Regions from separate parts of the Macaca mulatta genome. Here region 1 is linked to region 2. A link is a contact called in public Hi-C data. All regions are on one chromosome and are shown on one strand. Each heading gives the region's core, a stretch centred on a gene start, on an enhancer-like site or on the middle of the called end of the contact. The rest is flanking DNA. Distances are from core to core; before and after follow the strand shown. Region 1 holds the start of ZNF639 (zinc finger protein 639). Region 2 has its middle 51 kb from the start of PIK3CA.

Region 1 (3,777 bases), core at 429-2,928, 190 kb after region 2:
GGTGGAGGTTGCAGTGAGCCGATATCTCATCGCTGTACTGTAGCCTGGGCGACAGAGTGAGACCCTGTCAAAAAAAGAAGAGAAAAGAAAAAAGAAAAAGAAAGAAAAAAGAAAGAGAGAAAGACAGAGAAAAAGAAAAGAAAAGAAAGAAAGAAAGAGAAGAGAAGAGAAGAGAAGAGAAGAGAAGAGAAGAGAAGAGAAGAGAAGAGAAGAGAAGAGGGAGGGAGGGAAGGAAGGAGGGAAGGACGGACGGAAGTAAGGAGAAATTAGGCTATTCTACAAATGTGTGAAAAAGTTGGAAGAATGATGTTTTATTAGCCCTGAATCAAATTTATAATAGTATTGAACAAACTCTACAGTTTAGTACTCTTGAGACTTCAGGGTTTTATCCCAGCTATCACCTTCCCTTGGAGCTGGAGGAAAAGAGGGACCCAAAAATGAAACTGAAAAACACTCCAGCTAATCAAGAACTTGAATTGCTTGCAATTTGTGACTATGTTAAACAACATCTAAACAACATCATGTTCCTCTAAGTGCAAACAATACACGGGATGCTGGGGAGAGTGTGCGTTTACTTTCACAACAAAATGTTTTGGAGTAAAACTTCATTTTGAAATATAAAGATCTTTTGGACACAAGGCTAGGTGTGAGCAAGACGGTAAGATGGTGGCATGACACCCCCTTGTGGTTTGCGCTGATTCCCGGTTCTGTGCTAGATACTAACTATTCTAGGATTTAAAAATGTCTCTACATTTCTTTGAACTGTAATTCGGACCATACTAGCATTCGTGAACATTAGCTTATTTGAGCTGAGTACGCACATAAAAATTAGGAGGTCATAAAAACTGAGCCTCACAAACAAGCAAGCAGTGTCTCTTTCAAATATAGCTTTATCTCCTGGGCGATGGTGAAGAGATCAAAGTCTGTGATTACTTTCCAGCGATTACTTTCCAGTTGATTAGCATGTGGTTATCAGAAAACGCAGTGGACATGAATAAAGAGACACCATTGCAGTCCTCACTATCCGCGTGACCTTGGGTACCTGATAATCCACGTGGCTCTCACTCATCCTCTTAACCGTTTGAACCTCAGGGGCTTAGGCTACCAAAATGAATTAAGACCCAGTCTTTAGCTTCTCACACATTTACTTTTCTATTTTGTAAAATGTGACTAAAAACCTCAACTCATTATCAAAAGGATTGAATTAAACATATCACCACACTTGCACAGAGATCATTTATGGAACCATGTTCACAAATTTATTTATGCTCGCGTAATTTAATCATTTCCACAGCTGCTCAAAGCAAGTCAAAGTCGAGAAAGGACTTAAATCGTCGAGTCCAGTCCCCCTTAACTCCTCATTCATTCCACTATTTCTCGAGCCAAGGAATCGGGTGAAACCCAACACCGACTCGCAGTCTTCAGATTTCACCCTCTTGCCCTGAGGGCAGCATCCCAGCCCTGGGTGGTTCTCTGGTGTGGCCTCAGTAAACCGTGACGCGGTCCTCGGCCTTTTTGTCCCCAACAGGCTGCTGGCACACTTTGGGATGTGAAATGCCATCTGCTTTGCCTAACCTGGGCAAGACCATTCGCGTCCTTTCCCCTGAGGAGCAGCGCGGGGAAAGTTGCCGCTGCGCGCCACGTTTCTCCCACTTCCTCAGGGCTCGAGGGGGCGCTGGAGGCGGGCGGGGGTAAATTCGCTGGCCGCCTGGCGTGGAGCAATCCTAGAGAGTGGGCTCACCCTCGGGGCTCGGGAGGGGCTCTTCCCCGCCCAGAAGGAGACTGCGGCGGCGCAAGGCCTCCGGCAGGGGGCGCGGGCCGCTGGGCGTTCCCCGGGGCTGCGGGTCGGTGGTCCCTCCCAGGCCGCGTGTGCGGTGCGTTGGCGCAGCCCGCTCCCTGCCCCCACCTCACCTCGTCACCTCCCCGCCCTCTCGGCGGGCCCCTGAGGTGCGCGGCGCAGGCGCGGACCGAGGCGGCCAAGGCAGTGCGGTCGCCGAGCCTACGCCAGGGACCCGGCGCGCAGGGCGTGGAGCGCGCGGGGAGGGAGAGGGGTGGGCCCAACACAGCGTCCCGGAGCGCTAGGGCCGGGGGAGCGCTAGGGCCGGAGCAGCGCTGCCCGCCACCGTGCGTCCGCGGGAAGGACCGCGCGGCCCCTCCGCCCGCGCTCCGGCACCTCGGCAGCCACCGCTTCTGAGCTGCGCGTGGGCCGGCCGGGCGGGCCCGGGGGGACTGACTGGTGAGTATGAGGGAGGAGCGGGTGGGCCGGGCGCTGGACTGCTCCAGGAGACGCGGGCGTGCGGGCGCATCTTCCAACGGGAGAGGGCGGGAGAGACTGGAGCTCCCTTTACACGGAAACTCTGCCTTCGTTATATGGCGGGATGGCGTTCCCCTCCCCCATCCCGGTGGCAGTTCCACCCCCTGCGCAGGACGGCTTGGCCGGGCTCGCCTCGGCCCCCTACTGCCGTTGTCTTTACGGAACCTTTGGGGTCGGGGCTTGGGAGTCTCGGCGCCGACTTCTGGGCCCGGGCGAGGCTGGTGCGTGGCGCCGGGGTGGAGGCAGCTAAGTCCCGGGGACTCCTGCCGTGCGCTTCCGACTGGCATTTGTCTGGCTGCGTCCGGGCTCGGTACGCCCCTCGGTCCTCGCTGGCGCTGCGGCCCTGCCCGGCGGCTTCGTGACCTCCGGCGGCGAATCCCCGGGCTCGCGCAAAGAGTTGTAGCCGCGGAGAGCAGGCGTCGATGCTGGCGCCCAAAGCCTCCAGCCCAGAGTCGCTCCACTCATTACAGTGCTTAGAAACCCTTTTTTGGTTTTGTTTTTAAGTACTGCCTAGGGAAACGAGTAATTTGAAGCAGTTTATACTTTTTTTTTTTTTTTTTTTTGCAAAGAGAAAGATTTATGCCGGACTGAAAAATAGCGAATCAAGTATTGAGTGACCGTGTGGTATTGCAGTAAAGACTGCCTCCACGTTGGACGTGTAGTGGATTCTAGTTCAGGCTTTCCTGCAACATGTTTTGTTTCCATTCTTTACAATTTAAAGCGTATACTTATTTTAATGAGAACGAAAAAGAAAGCTTAACTCTTTTTAAACTCGTTAAAAATGGAGTTATTTACTGTAAAGACATCTTATGCCAATTAGGAAGAAAGATTACACATTGCATGAAAAGCCTTTTAAAATGTTTATCTGTTTGATAATTGCTGACTACCTGTTGTATGTATTGTATTTTGTGCATAGACATTCTTGTTGGTTGAAAAAAATGACAGGTGGAAAGATGTTGGTTTCTAGGTGATATAAAGTTTTTAAAACATTTTTCTGATTTTCCTGCAGTGACACGTGTTACATATGTCGTTTGTATTTCGGGGGTAGGGGGGAACTGTGTGATAAGTTGCTTGTGATTCAGAATCTTCCTGCTAAGAAGACTAGTGGGCAAATGTTTCTGATGTCCTTGAGTAAAAAGCTTAAGTTTTTTCAAGGCTGTTATGCACACAAAAGGCACATAAAAATGTTTGCTAAAATGAAGGATGGTTAGCATTTTTGATCTTGAATAGGCATCTCACCATCGTGCTGAAAGGAAGTCCGATGGACATTTGGATATTGTTCCGCCCTAAGTAGGAGTCAAACCGTTCCTGATCCGTGTGCCTACTCCTCTCAACTAACAGCCTGAATCCAGGCCAGCTTGCAACGTTAATTTTAATACCACGCTTGGTTTTCTTTTCTTTTATTCTTCAAGTTCTAAAGAACTTGAGATACATTCTGAAATAACAAGAGACTACTTAACATG
Region 2 (3,886 bases), core at 1,285-3,784:
ATTGCTATATGGTAGCTCATATTGTTATCTCTTGGTGTGCTTTTATTGTTTTACTTGGCAATTTTATACATCTAAAGTATACTGCTACATAATCAACTTGACTCTTATTTACAAAGGACTTCAAAGCTTAGTAGTGACTTAAGCACTATTAGAGAATGTTTTGGTGCATATTGAGTATCAGTTATGATTTTCAATGGAAATAAACCCAAAAGGCAAGTAACTATCATTATAATTCTGATTATTAGAATAGAACAATAGCTACATATTGGACATTTCACCTCCTGCCTTTAGAACCCTTAAGATGCAATTATTTAATTTTGAAGCATACCCTTTTTGTTTCCTTTGCAGCCTGAGAATCATTATTTTTTTCAAAACCTTCTTTCAGCTCCTAGTCCTTGAGTGATGAGTGTGGTCATATAGATGCTTATATCATACAGATAATTTTATATCATATAGATATTTTAAACACTGAATAACATAGCAAAAACCTTTGAAAGCCAGATGACACCTAAGACCAATGGCTACCATATAAGGCAAACATATCAACTGTGAATTGAATAGTAAATGCTACTCCTGCACCAATGAATAGTGTCATGCATTCAAGTACCAGGTATGGCTTTTTCTGCTATGACACATGACTTCTTAAGAGCAGATAATCACACAACAAACAACATATTATGTAATTAGCATTTTCTTACTTATTAAAAAATTTTTAGGCTGAGCATGTCGGCTCAAGCCTCTAATCCCAACACTTTGGGAGGTCGATGTAGATGAATCTCTTGAGCCCAGGAGTTGGAGACCAGTCTGGGCAACAAAGCGAGACCCTGTCTCTACATAAAATAAAACGTTTTTTAAAATCAAAAATAGGCCAGCCGCTGTGGCTCATGCCTGTAATCCCAGCACTTTGGGAGGTCGAGAGGGGTGGATCACCTGAGGTCAGAAGTTTGAGACCAGCCTGACCAACATGGTGAAACCCCGTCTCTACTAAGAAATACAAAAATTAGCTGGCATGGTGACTGGTGCCTGTAATCGCAGCTACTCGGGAGGCTGAGGCAGGAGAATCGCTTGAACTTGGGAGGTGGAGGCTGCAGCGAGCCGAGATTGCACCACTGAACTCCAGCCTGGGCTACAGAGTGAGACTCCGGCTCAAAAAAATAATAAAAATAAAAAATAAATTTTATAAGGAAAAATATCCCTAGAATATTTTTCCCCACCAAGGGCTATCTATTAATATCTCACATAACTCTGTGCTTGAAACACAATTTGGGAAATATTGCCTTAAGATTTACTTTGACTAGCAATTCAGTGTTGCTTTTTTAAAAAATTCCGTACTCTGGAGTAACAGTGTTCTAAAACTGCTGAAAAACATTGGTTCGAGAAAAACATTTAGAAACACAAACCCTTGGAATGTGAGATGAAAACCCGAGCTAAAGGGAGAAAAAGGAAGAGAGAAAGAACACACAGGAAATAAAGGAATACAGTCAAGTGAAATACGACCACAAAGAGGAACAGATCCATCTCATTTCCCATTGGGGTATGGACGGACGTGTGGTGTTCGAGAAGACTGTTATTGGTCAGAGTTTTGCTCTAGATGACAAGTAGGACTGTAGTATCTCTAGGATGGGTCACTTCCCAAGCCCTCTATTACTTAAAAATTCAAGAAGGAACCGATGCTGGAGTACTTCTATCTCAGACTTCTAACCACTGCTCCTACGCTTTTCCAATATTACAACCAAAGACCAGTAGGGGGAGAAAAACGCACAGTACCCAACCCTTATCAGTAGTAATCTCAAAAGTCAACAGATTGATTTACTCTCAAGCAAACAGACGTCTAATGTACGCAGTACCAAGACACCACCTTGAATCAAATCTATAGCCTATATGACATTTCTGAAGCCTCTATTGGCTTTACGCGAAAAAATCCCCCACGTCTTCTGAATAGTTAGAATTGAATCCTACAAGCTGGTTTGAATCAGAATCCGATTCAAAAAACAAAACAAAAAAACAGCGCTTAGCAAAAGGTCCCCACGAACTGAGTCAAAGGACTGCAGAGGGCTGTGACAGTGCATTCCGCCTTAGGGATGGTATACAATTTAAACCATGTTGGCAGAAGAAAGCACAGCAACGCTTTGTAAAAAGCATTCTTTCTATTATAGAATCCATAACCACTCTGGTTAGCCACTGACAGCGGCGGTTAGCCACCGCGCCTCCTCTTACCCCCAAACTAATCTCGTTTCCTCTATGGGTGTAAAAGTGAAATAACCCACTTGCTCCCAATATTCCTTTCTATATCTCTACCCGAGCTCGCCTGCTGCTCGTAGAAACAAATATACTACATGTACGTTGTCCTAGGATGACACAACATCCTCACTACTCCAGAAGACGGATCATTTAACAAACGTCAGAAGAGCAGCCCCAACTGTACACAAACTTCGGGCGGAAAAGCAAGGCGCAGGCGCAGTAGCACATATTGTTACCCTATTTGCCCACTCCCTGCTCTTCCTCGCCTCAATTTCACTTCCGCTGCTGTGCGCATCTGCTTCCGGGGAATTGTAGGCCCTGCCCCTCCTCAGCTCTTACCCTCCTCTGCCGGAGGAGGGGGGGAGCCGAGGGGGTGGGGAAGAGTTCGTTGTTTGTTTACACGATGTGAGCGGAAAAAGAGACCAATAAAGTTTATTCTGGAAACAAAAGGAAAAAAAAACAGGGGCGACGGAGAAAGGAGTCGGGGGCGGGGGCGGGGGCGTGTGGCGGGGGCTAGCCAGGAGAGGGAGCGAGAAGGAGAAAGCGGCAGTTCCGGTGCCGGCGCTGCGGCCGCTGAGGTCTCGGGCTGCTGCTGCCGCGGCCGCTGGGAGTGGGGCTGGGGCCGCCGGCGAGGCAGGGCTCGGGCCCGGCCGGGCAGCTCCGGAGCGGCGGGGGAGAGGGGCCGGGAGGCGGGGGCCGTGCCGCCCGCTCTCCTCTCCCTCGGCGCCGCCGCCGCCGCCCGCGGGGCTGGGACCCGATGCGGTTAGAGCCGCGGAGCCTGGAAGAGCCCCGAGCGTGAGTAGAGCGCGGACTGGCCGGGAGCGGGTGCGGTGGGAATGGGGACGGGGTGGGTGCCGGAGACTCCCGGGCGCGCCCGCCGTGTTGGGCGGGGGCTACGGGCTGGTCGTCTCCCAGCGTCGGCCCGCGGCGGAGTTCGCCTGCGATCGCCGCTCCCTCTCCCTCGCCTGCCTCTGGCCTCTCCCAGCTGCAGAGGCGAGGGCTCGCCGCTCCCTCTCCTTTCTCTCTGGCTGCCGCCTCACTCTTCCTTTCCTTCTACTCCCAGTTTTGGGGACGGGGCGGCTGGAGGTTGAGGAAGTGCGCCCAGGGCCGCCGCCCCGGCCGCGGTGGCTCCGTCTCCCGCGCCCTGCACGCCCACCCAGCCGGCGGGTGGAGGGGCTGCCGCGAGCACCGCGGCGCAAGGCACCCGGGCGCGGAACCGCGAGCTTTTCCGGAGGGGCTGTCACGCCCGAGGACTCCGGCCCCGCCAGCCTGGCGGCCCTGCGTTTGCCTCTTACTGGGTTTAAATCGCCCGGCAGGGGTATGGAAGGAACACCGCTCCCCCCACTCCCCAGCTCCCCCTCCCACCCTTCCTTTCGAGGTTGTTTTTTCCTTTTAGCTGAGACAAACGCTTAGACCTTTCATTCATAGACCTGAGACAGTGACTCATGTGACTTGTGTCTTTACTAAGTGTATTATGTGATGCCTGTTCCATAGCTCCTAAGTGGCTCGGAAAGGTAGGGTAGGGCCCAGAATTGGGCTATGTAAACACCAGATGTTCAGCCGGCGTGTTTTTGACCTCGACTTGAGGGGTTTATTTTAGGATGCTAAACGAATAGTGATGGTGGCCAACCATGTTACCAGACGT

The links. Hi-C and Micro-C count contacts between places; a contact is called where the count stands out from the background.
Region 1: a Hi-C map of fetal cortex germinal zone shows a contact between it and region 2, with 3 times the contacts expected there. The contact joins the promoter of ZNF639 here to the enhancer-like site in region 2. A contact is called at or near these places in 4 of 14 Hi-C or Micro-C datasets (CD4 T cells, blood, fetal cortex germinal zone and 1 more).

What each region holds. Positions count from the first base shown.
Region 1 is chr2:91,314,350-91,318,126 of T2T-MMU8v2.0, forward strand. ZNF639 (zinc finger protein 639) reads left to right here and starts at 1,679. Exons shown (of 6, transcript XM_015131569.3): 1 at 1,679-2,236.
Region 2 is chr2:91,122,262-91,126,147 of T2T-MMU8v2.0, forward strand. No RefSeq gene overlaps it. Among named protein-coding and RNA genes, the nearest start is that of PIK3CA, 51 kb to the right of the region's middle. Within about 2 kb of position 2,535, at least 37 of the 40 cell types and tissues checked have an H3K27ac peak or open chromatin away from gene starts, as enhancers often do. A contact at or near this core is called in CD4 T cells, blood, fetal cortex germinal zone and 1 more, where this site is marked.